Linked DNA regions of Mus musculus: region 1 is linked to region 2. The links are chromatin contacts, called in public targeted proximity ligation maps. All regions are on one chromosome and are shown on one strand. The core of a region is the stretch at or near the end of the contact, and the rest is flanking DNA. Distances in the headings are between cores, read along the strand shown. Region 1 overlaps Myof (myoferlin). Region 2 has its middle 90 kb from the start of Gm52397.

What was found.
Region 1: a targeted proximity ligation map of pancreatic cancer cells shows a contact between it and region 2. A contact is called at or near these places in 3 of 484 Hi-C or Micro-C datasets (embryonic stem cells and extraembryonic endoderm stem cells), 5 of 130 datasets of targeted methods (the NIH/3T3 cell line, bone marrow-derived macrophages, embryonic stem cells and 2 more) and 4 of 9 other capture datasets (adipose tissue, embryonic stem cells, liver and 1 more).

Annotation. Positions count from the first base shown.
Region 1 is chr19:38,036,896-38,042,536 of GRCm38.p6, reverse strand. The region is part of intron 1 of Myof (myoferlin); the gene reads left to right. Among named protein-coding and RNA genes, the nearest start is that of Myof, 3.9 kb to the left of the region's middle.
Region 2 is chr19:37,892,870-37,898,730 of GRCm38.p6, reverse strand. No RefSeq gene overlaps it. Among named protein-coding and RNA genes, the nearest start is that of Gm52397, 90 kb to the left of the region's middle.

The DNA of each region.
Region 1 (5,641 bases), core at 2,752-5,251, 140 kb before region 2:
CTAGCTGTGATTGCGGTGGAAGGGAGCCGGGGAGGGGAACGGGCAGCTGTTATCATAGGATGCCCCCCTCCACCCTAGTGGGGCAGGTGGCCATGGCTTGGGTTTGGCTGCGGTCTTGGCAAGTTGCAGGCTCCCTTGGTGGGGGCACCCTGCTGAACTGGAACTTTTGACAGGCAGGCATTTCCTTACTACAGCTTGGCACATTTCCTGCCAACCCCAGGAATCTGACTCCTCCTCCCTTGCAAATACTGTGTAATTCACCCCTTTCTCCACTCTCCTGTCCATTTCTGAAAATCTTTATTTCTGTTCTCAAATCTTTTCTTCCAAGGGTGAGCAAGAAAAGGAAAAATGGGAAACGCAAAGCTGCTAAAGGGCTGTTCAGTTAGAAAGAGAAAAAGGGAGGAGAGAAGGGAGGGAGGGAGGGAGGAGTCGGGAGAGGGAAGATGAAAAGAAGAGACCTAGAAAACAAAATTCAAATTCTTACTGGACAGTGTGGTTTATAGTTCTGACTCTAGATTATGGAGACACATATTAGATTTATTTGCATGTGGTAATTTTAAAAATCTAACTTAAAGCAGTCTTACAATACTGACACAACATGAAGAATTTGCACCTTTCATTGTTGGCATGTGAAAAAGGGTGCTAAGACTGAGAAGTCACAATTTAGGGCAAATTGTACAGATTATGAAATAATCTGAAATTGACAGTGTTAAAAAAAACTAATTTATTAGCCAGGAAGAATATTCAATAATTGAAACTTTTAAGTGACTTAACAATATGTCGATGAATGAAAACGCTTCGTCGAGAGGGAGAAACTTCAGGTAAATTGGTAAATGTAGTCTAGGCACACAATCACAGTTTTGGTTCCCTTTGGTTGTACAATTGAGTGGTAAAGTCATTCATTCATTCATTCATTCATTTACTATTTCATTCATCGGACACAAGAAAGACCATTGAACTCAGGGTGGGAATGTTTGAACTCCAGGCAAGCACTTCTTTTTGGTGGGGTCTCCTTTTTTTATGGCCCTGGGCATCAGACCAAGGGCACACTCTACCACTGAGCCATCTCTGACCTGCACACTGGACACTAGCCAGCATTACCTAAATAACGGATAACCTTGGATATCCCAGCTCTAACCATTCAGGTCTCAGCTTCCTTAGCCATGGCAAGTAGCAGGACACTGGCTTTCTAGTTTCAAGGTGCTTCAACTTTCTAATACCAGACTTTGATCATTTGTGAGGTCTGAAAGCCATGGTCTTGACAGGTATGGGACAGGCAGTCATGGCCATGATTTCTTTTCCTGCCTTCCTTTCCTCCCCAGCAGTCTGAAAACCCTGGATACATCAATTCCTTCCAGTGCCCAATTTTGAGAGCTATGTAAAATTAAGTTGAATTAAGTCCTGATAGAACTAAGGATCTCATGTCGTGGCATCAATGTTCATAAATGAACAAGGGTGGAAAAGAGCTCAGCCCACCTCCTGGAATGACAGGAAGCATGGCCAACTGAAGGGAGAAATGGGGGTGATGATGCTCGCATGGATACTGTGAGGTCCTGTCTGTCCATCAGCTTTCCATTTCTGTGACAAGGATGGAGATAATCACCGAGAACAGAGAACATGGCTTTTGGCCCAGGGCTTTAGAGGTTCAGTCCACAAGTGAGCAGATCTATTGCTTTTCAGCCTCTCGGGGAGGAAAGGTTAGGACTACCATCTGGTAGGAGTGTATGGCAGAGCAGTCTTGTACATGGCCAGGAAAAGAGGGAGGGGACAAAGGCACACCCCAATGACTTAACTCCTCCTACAAGTCCCCAGCTCTTAAAGGTTCCACTGCCTGTTCATGGTAGGCTGGAGACCAAGTCTTTCACTGCTGGGACTTTGAGTACCACATCTCTGACTCCCAGCAGAGACCCTGCTAGCCTGCAATTACACTGCATCTGGGAGCAAACGTACTAGTCACCAACTAACTGCATTGGAGCAGATCTCAGGCCTTTGTATAGCCTTCGGCTGGCTGTGGAGTTGTTGCTCCGGGCCTCGGGTGAACCAGAAGGGCTGGTTGTGCTTCTTTTGTGGAAATGAAGGTGTGCAGGAGTGGATTATGAAGGCAGCAGAGCTTATGTCTTTTCCGTCTTGGGTTCCACGAACCAGTTCTAAATTTTAAGCCAGCCTGCTGAGAACTACAGGTAGCTATCTGCCTCAAGCTCCTTGTAGACAGCTAGCGTGTGCAGCTGGGCCCAACAGGGATTAAATATACAAGCCTCTGAGACCTCTCAACTCCCAGACATAAGCATTTAGACATTCTAACTGTGGGATAGCGAGAGGGTCGATGGTTAAAAACACTCGCTGCCAAGCCTGGTTGTCTGAGTTCAGTCCCTGGAACCCCCATGGGGAGAGAGAACATGCTTCTGTAACTTGTCCCCTAACCACCCCCCAACACACTCACATACATGCATACATACATACATGCATGCATACATACATACAGAGAGACACAAACACAAACAATAAAAGAAAACAATTAAATTTTGTTTAATTTTTGTTAATATCAGATCTTAATTCTTTGAATGACGGTCAAATAAAGTAAACCAAAGCATAAAAGGGATTAAACAACTGAAAAATGACAACTCTTCCTGCTGTGTTTGCAGTCTTCCTAGGGACCACTGATCCAATCAATTTAATTGAGGCAGGGGCTCATGTAGCCCAGGATGATCGTCAAGTCCAGAGCTATCTGAGGATGAGTTTGAACCTCTGATCTTCCTCGTTCTCCAGTTCTCCTTATCCTGAATGCTGGGACTTGCCATCACGCCTGATGTGTTAGTCTGAACAATTAGGTTTGAATCTCTTACATCCTCTTGCTGTAGGCAGACAAGTTGCTCCAGCCTTGTGAGCATGTGCGCTTCTGAAGGGTTGGTGCTGTGGGGATTTTTTAGTTTGTTTGTTGGCCTGTAGCCCTTTAAAGGTCATTTTGCTAGCTGGATATTACCATATACTTTCCTTTTCCCCTCTGTTTCATCCCTTGCTTTTGTATGAAAAGAGTCTTTTGAAAAGGTTAATAGAGAGAAACCTTTCTTGTATACTCATACGCTGGCGTGTTTTATTCATAGCAGTGTTTTATTCATAGGATCATCCCTTTCCAGGGAAACATGGCGGCCACAACAGCAGGTTTCCTATCCTGTCCTTGTGATAGGGTCACTTTGCACCCAAGCTTCCATTCAAAACCATCTTAGGGAACATAGTAAGTGTGAGTGTGAGTGTGTGTGTGTGTGTGTGTGTGTGTGTGTGATGATCAGATCAAGGCAATTTGGCTTAATTACCACCTCAAGATTTTGTATTTCCTTGTGTGAGAAACATTCAAAATCTTGAGGCATTTCCTTCCTTCCTTCCTTCCTTCCTTCCTTCCTTCCTTCCTTCCTTTTTCTTTTTGTGTATGTATCTGTTTGTGTGTGATGTGTGTATGTGTGTACAATGTCCACACCAGTGGTGCATGAATGGAGTCTAAGATCAGCCTTGAATGACACTTCTCATCTTCCACCTTGTTTGAGGCAGGTCTCTTGTTTGTAGATGGCCCACAAGTTTCTGGGGGATTCTCTTATCTCTTCTGTAAGAGAGTTGGAATTATAGGGTCATACGGTGCCCAACTTTCTGTAGGCTTTGGAGATTTGAACTCAGGCCCTTGCCCTTGCTCAGCAAGTACCTTACCCACTGAGCCAACCCCTACTGTCCAGAGGTAAATTCTAAAAGAATCTTTTAGATAAGCTTTAAGAAGCTGTGAGATTCCATTCGGAGTGGTGAAATCTCTCACAGGGTCCATTCATTGTAGACTATGGAGGTAAGCTGTCCATATAGAATCTTGATCTACCTAGGGTATGTTGTAGAGTCTAGACAGTTCTTCACAGGTAATGATGGTCATGAAACTTGGGTACTTCAGTAGAACCATGGTATTGTATTGACAAATACTTCAGAAAGCAAAACTGTTTAATCTACTGAGTCATTCTCCTCACTTCCGGGAGAAAAGGGCTTGGAGACTAACTGTTGAAGGATGGTGGCCCCACCCTGCCGAAGCCTGGGGACTGTACATTTCCCAAAGGCACATTCTTTGGCTCTCAGTCATCTACAAAACCACAGTTGCTTTTAGAAATTAATTAGCTTGTCCTGTTTTTCCTTCCCTCCTCCACAACATAGCTTACCCATATGCTCTCAGTCAGGACACTGGCACTTCCCTGGCTTCTTTTCTGGTCACTGGTTTCTCTCTGTTCCTAAGACCAGTCCAAGTGGCATATTTATGCCTTCTCCAACAACTGATAGATTGATGGATGTTGAATATGCTTTTTCAGCATTGGCCACTGAAAGAGATGGAAGGAGGTTAGAGACATCTTGGAATAACAAAGCCTCTGTCTGTTAATCCTGAAAGGGGCCACGGTGATTGGCCCATCTTCCGTTGTTCAGGAAGGATTACACTTAGAATTCTTTCATGTGCCCTGTGGGTGGATCTAGGTAAAGGAACAACTGCTCCACACATTCCTGATACTGAACTGAACACAACCGGTTTGTAGCTCCTGTTATCCAGATAAATTGATGTGTTTGAATTCTTCTATTTGAAAAGAACTACATGAAGCCGCTGCCCTTCCTGCTGAAGATTCATATGTGAAACGTGTACTGGTCTATAACACAGATACTACCCAGAACACTGTGGCATGACAACCGTCTCCCTACTCACGGCAAGCTTCGGTGGAACAGCTGCTCTGTTGAACAGGGCTGTACTTTGAGCACAGTTTTCGTTCAAAAAAAACAGCTGTGGGACATCTGCCACTTTAAGCCTTTATCAACTGACTTCTAATTGGCCATTACAGAGTAAAGGCCCTGGGCTTTAGAGCCAGCCATACCTGAGGAATTCTAATTGCCATTTCTTGTTTTCTAATTGCTTATGAGCAAATAAAATCTCCGGTTTCGGTGTTCTAAGTAATACTCAGTGCTGGTTAGTTTCTTTCAACTTGACACAAACTAGAGTCACCTGGGAAGAGGGAACCTCAGTTGAGGAGTTACTCGGATGAGATTGGCCTGCAGGCAAGGCTGTGGGGGCATTTTCTTGATTAATGATTGATATGGGAGGGCCTGGTCCACTGTGGGTGGTGCCATCTCAGGGCAGATGGTCCTGAGTTGTATGAGGAAGCAAGCCAAGCAGGGATGATGAACAAATCAGTAATTGCTGTCCCTTCATGGTCTCTGCTTCAGTTCTCATCTCCAGGGTCTAGCCTTGGCTTCTCTTTATGATCATTTGTGAACAGAGCATGTAAGACAAATGCAGTTTTTCCTCTCCTCAGGTTGCTTCTGGTCATGGTGTGTTTTATCACAGCAACAGAAACACAAAATAGGATGGCCTCTCCTACCTTGCAGGGTGACTTGTGGATCAGGTGGAAATGCAGAAGGCCTTGCACATAGGAATTCTAAATTTCCTCTCCTGTTTGATAAGTTGCCAGTGTCAGGAGCCATGGTGAAAACACCTAACACGGCTGTTCTCCTAGGCCTCCGACACTAGAATGAGATGCATGAGATGCAAGCTAGTACCTCGTTGGAAGCGTGGGAAAAGTTGCAATTTATGAGTAAAAGGAGGCCACGTTTGGTGGCATGTGCCTGTAATCCCAGA
Region 2 (5,861 bases), core at 1,116-3,615:
TCCCAGCACTTGGGAGGCAGAGGCAGGTGGATTTCTGAGTTCGAGGCCAGCCTGGTCTACAAAGTGAGTTCCAGGACAGCCAGGGCTACACAGAGAAACCCTGTCTCGAAAAACAAGAACAAAAACAAAACAAAACAACAACAACAAAAAAAAAAGCAGTGGATGATAAAGATTTTGTATAGACTTAAGGGATTAAAAATTATCTTTTCTCAGGGTACATAGACACATAAAATAAGGATTTGAATGTGTAGGATACATAATGAAATGCATCACAATGGTACTAGCCCAAAGAGTTTGTGCAAAGTTTATATTTGTACAACCGGGAGTATAGTTTATGAGGGTGGATGGGCGTTTGAGTTTCTTGAATCTCCTCCTACAGAGCCTGAGCTGAATTTGAACACTGCTATTATATGTTACCCTTGGTAGCTGTGAGCTATGGCTCATCTTCACTGCTGACTGGAGGTTCCTTGAGGGATGAGGAACCACCTATAAGACCTGCCTGCACTCCAGGGTGCTATGGAGCAGCAGGCTTGGATTTGAATCCTAGACCAGGCCTTATAAAGATTTACAGCTCTCTTGGGAGAAATAGTGCCTCCTCTAAACAGAGGTGAGAGCACTGCATGTCCAGAAGGTTCTCAGTGCAGGTAGTTTTAGTAATGCAGTCGACGGATTAAAGCTGGACACTGTCATTCCAAATATGGACCTAAGAATGGGTTCTCCTCCGTCTAACCGCACAGAGCTTTACACAGGACATAGACTCATTAAGTAGGAGGAACACATGAGGTGTGAGGATGCATCTGCCTTCCCAAGCCACAGCTGCAAGACAGGGGAAATTTCAAACTCAATGGGTAGAAAGAGACTTCAGCAGTAACAGGGACACTTACATCACTCATGGAACAGAGCCACATGTCCTGTTTTCTGCCTCTGGCTGTGACAGTAGACCCCTATGTGGAGCTCACTGGTGTTATCAACATTTAATTAAGAGCAGTCTACTACCCACAGGAGGGCTTTAGGTATACTTTGCCTTCCAACCTTCCAAGTCATACAGAATTCACATCCAGACAATCTCTTCCTGAGACCATGACATTGTCTTGCTTAGATCTAGATGCAGCTCCATGGCATCCATCTAATTTCAAGACAGGTTTTTTGTTTTGTTTTGTTTTGTTTTGTTTTGTTTTGTTTTGTTTTGTTTTTTGCTGATATATTCTTAGAGGAAAGAAAAGTCAATTCTCAAAAGAGTCTTATTGCTCCTGAAGTGGAATGTTATTGAAGATTTTTCACAATTAGTATAGTACTGGCATGGGCCAGTCAGAAAGGAAGTCTTTATACATCATGATGAATACAGGGTATTAACATTCTAGAGCAGCCAGCAACAAGAACTCATACTACCATATTCTCCACGATTCCTCACTGGGAATCGTGGAGACTCCTTGCCAACTAGACAAGGGAATGGCCGACAAGAGAATCTCTTCTTTGTCCTCACCACATCTCTTTGGAGTCACTAGCATCCTCCATTGGAGTAAATGACAGCAGGGCTCTGCTGGAATGAAATGATTCATGGGGAAGCCTTCTGGATAGAAGACCTCTTCTTTCTCCCCCTTAGAAAAAGACTTCACCTTGTCAAAAGATAATGGCCCCTCAACTGAGGGTGCTAGTGGCCTGGTGACTTATAAATGGTCACTAAAGGGGAACTAATCTCTATCCAGTCAGATTGTCCCTTCACTGTGAATTAAATAACACTCCGTCCTAACTGACTGAAGCAAGTGTCACCATTAAGGCTGGAGCCTTCATTTGCAAAATGAATCTCAGCGCAGTAGGGAGAAGGAAGTGGAGATCCTGACAGGCTAACTCTTGGTTTGGTTTTATCTTTCACTTTTTTATTTTAAGGTTAGAAAATAAAATATGTCACCTTTAGACCTTCCTGTTGGTTAAAGAGCAATGTAAGAGGTGGGCAAAGTTCTGAAACCCATTGTGGGGCAGAAAGGGGCTGGTCTGCTTGGTTTTCCAGTTGCTAGCCATGTCACAACCCTGTATCCCTCCCAAGTCCCACACTGGCTCTTAGGTCATTTGCCCAAGGACTGGAGCTGTCTCATTTGACCGAGGAACAAATGATTTCACTAAAGTAAAAAAAGAAAAAAAAGAGTCACTTCTAGAAACTTCCCTTTCAGTCTAGAGAGAAGAGAAGCAACAGAAAATACAAGCTGCCGATCATATGAGAAAACAGCTCGATTTCAAAGTTTTAAACCCTCTACAGCAAAACCACTTTGTGCTAAAGAGCTTCTTTAGCGGCCGATTCAGAGTGCTCTCTGGAACATGAGCCCACAGCTTCTGCTGGCAGATGGGAATTCCATTCGGAGGGATGCTTTGTAATGTCTGCTTATGTGGAATGAGTTCATAATGAGTCAACGTTGTAAAGAGATTAAGGGCCCACCATCTTCGAAGCTGAGTGCTGTGTTTGTTCAGCGTTGAATGAGAACTCCCTAATCTTCCTTCAGTTAAACATGATGAGGTCCCAAGGAAGATGAAAGGGAGGGGCCCCTTCCCCCTGGATATACATCCGTGAAGTGAAATGCCAGAGTTCATGTAGTTCAAGAAAAACACAAGAGAGGCATGTAGCTGGGACTAACTTTGAGGCCTAGAGAGTGTGGGGACATAATGGGAAACACAGGCCTGTGTGTGAGGGGTGCTCTGCTGACTGGGGTACACATTTCCAAGAGAGTCTCAGCCCCAAGTTTTAAAGATCTGAATAAACTGAATAAGGGGTCTGTGTGTGTATGTGTGTGTATGTGTGTGTGTATGTGTGTGTATGTGTGTGTGTATGTGTGTGTATGTGTGTGTGTATGTGTGTGTGTATATGTGTGTGTGTGTGTATGTATGTGTGTGTGTGTGTGTGTGTGTGCGTGTGTGTGCGTATGTGTGTGTATGTGTGTGTGTGTAACTTTTTGCATTTGATCTCAACCAAAAGGCCGAGAAGCAATGAAAAGAAAAAAAATTATAATTTCAGAACGACTCCTTCCTTCCTAGCGTACAAAATGCTTCTAAGGGCAACCCGATTTTGCCAAAATTCATCTCAACTTCTCACAAAGGCTCTTTCAGCCTCTGACTAGTATTAATGTACCACGGCCATGTATTTTCTCAAAGTCCTAGAGCCAAACCTGTAATCCTCTCCTTCATATTTCAGTGAAGTCCTGCCTGGGTAATTACCAGGAGGAGGACCAGGGATATCCAGCTGGATCCAGATGTGGCACGGCAGCCTCGCAGACAAGGTTTCACCTGGGTCAATGGGATAAACAAAATAAATGATGGAATCCTGTCTTAGAGCGAGCGGCAAGAACATGGGGCCAGGGGATTCCAGACGCCTGTAAGCCTGTGAGCTCAGCACAGCTCGGTCATAACATCACCCCAAGAACTGGAGCATCTCCCCCAGGGGGTGCACAGTTCCCTCCCTGAGAAAGTGAGTCCAGAGGTCAATGTTCTTGTCTGTCCCTACCTCGGTTCAGGCTTCTGATTTTTTTTTTGGTGGCACATTTGTCTTGTATGCAAAATAGGGACAATAGTTTTCAGAGATTGTGAAGATAGTATGATTTAACATACAGAGGTGTTTGGGACAGAGTAAGCCCTCAGTGTCCTTTAGCCATCATCCTGGACAGTACCTTCATCTTGAGAAAACAGAGCTGCCTAACAGATGTAAGTCAGAAGTGACACATGTGACAAATGTTGCCATAGGAAGTGACACAAAGATAGGCCCACAATTCCCACACTCAAGAGGCAAAGGCAAGAGGTTCAAGAGTTGAGGAGGCCAGCCTGGGCTACTTAGTTAAGATTCTGTCTCTAAGAAACAAGTCACGCAAAACCATTGCTCTTTCAAATGAGGCCACCCCAAGTTCTGACTGCACAATCCTAATTAAAGAAAGCAGGTAGGGGCAGGGTGTAGCTCAGTGGTGGAGTGTATTCTTAGCAAGTGCAAAGCCCAGGTTCAATCCCCAGCACAGAGTGAAATGGTAGAAGGAGGAAGGAAAGGAAGGGGTGCAGAGAGTAGGGCATCACTATCCCAAGACATTAAATATAGATATACCAAACAACCAGCAATTCTACTTCTGGATGTGTGCCCAAAGTAACGAAACTAAGGACTCAAAACCACTTTTGCAGTCAAATCATCACAGGTGGGAATAAGCTACTACACAATGAATATCTGTGCTGCCCCACCAAAATTTACACAGTGAAATGTTAATACCCCAGGTAATGATTTTAGGAAATTGGGACTTCAAGAGGTTGCAAGGGTGGAACACTCATAACTGGGCCATCAGTGTCCTTATAAAAAAAAGTCTAGGGCTAGAGAGATGGCTCAGCTCACTGGCTGCTCTTCCAGAGGTCCTGCGTTGAATTCCCAGCAACCACATGCTAGCTCACAACCACCTATCATGTGATCTGATGCCTTCTTCGGACATGCAGGTGTGCATGCAGATAGAGCACTCATATACATGAAATAAATAAATAAATCTTAAGAGAAGTCCAAAGTAGGTTCCTTTCCTTTCCTCTTGTGAGGACACAGAAGGCAGATGGCTAGCTATGGACAGAAAGCAGGTCCCTACCAGATGCAGAATCTGCTGGCGCCCTGAGCAGAGATTTCCCAACCTCCATTACTGTACGAAAAAAAAAATTATTGATTAGAAGCTTCCAAGTCAATGGTGCTCTGATATAGAAAGGCAATGGACTCTCTGCTGGTGAGTGAATAGACAAACAAAATGTGGCATGCACACGCAAGGGAATATGGCGTAGCCATCAAAAGCAAGGACTTTGTGACATCCTACAATATGAACAAAACTTGAGAAGACTCAGTCAATAAGCCATGCACAGAAGGACAAATATTCATATATAAAATACCTGGTGGGATAATAGAGAAATTTGCTAAATAGAGAGATAGCTACCAGAGGCCAGGGGAAGTGGAATGAGGGAACTGGGTGATACACTTTCAGTTTTATAAGATTCAGAGTTCTGTGGCCAGGCTATGATGGTATACACGGATGAGTGTGCTTAGTGCCGTTGAACTATTCTCTGAAAACAGTACATCTCATCCTATGTGTATTTTTCCCCAAAAGCATTATAAGTAATGAAAGTTCTTCTTCGTACCCTTCTGTGCATCCAGGAATCGACCCTCTCGTTTCCTACAGCACATGCTTTGGCCCCCAAAGACAGGTTGGAACTTGTTGATTGACTTGGGAGGGGTCTTGTTTCAACACACAGGTCTTTGTTGGTCTTTTAGTGGCTAAATCCAGTACCCACAGATACTCTTTGTTTGACCCAAACTGTCCCTCCCCCACTTTTAAAGATCACAGCTGGTGTTTAAGAATTGGGAAAAGTCACATTTATAAAAATCATTTACTAGACATTTTAAATTTTCTGACATACTAAAAGGTCTGCCGGAACTCCAGGACAAAATGGGCTAGAGACATGTGTCACCAGGTCAACACAGACCTTTGTGCCAGGAACCCTTGATACCCAAGCCCTCAGGACTCTGGGTGTGGGACTCAGTCACAGTTGGCTCACAGCATCACAGAATAGTGGTCTCCATCCAAAGCAGAATGAACTGGAAACCCACAAGTCAGGCAGCTCTCAGCCTGTCTCTGCCATTGCAGCTCCTGCATCAATCTACTCTAGACTTTGGAGAAGTATCTCCCTTCCTGTTAGATGCTCAGTCTATTCCCTGGCGCCCCAGTTGGACCACAACCTCAAGATTCCAGGGAGATGCAGTTAACTGAGTCCAGAAGGCTGTCTCAGAATGCAAATTCATGTGGTCAATAAGATCAGATGCCCAATCTTGTTAATGGGGAGAAAAATTTAAATGACAAATAGATATCACA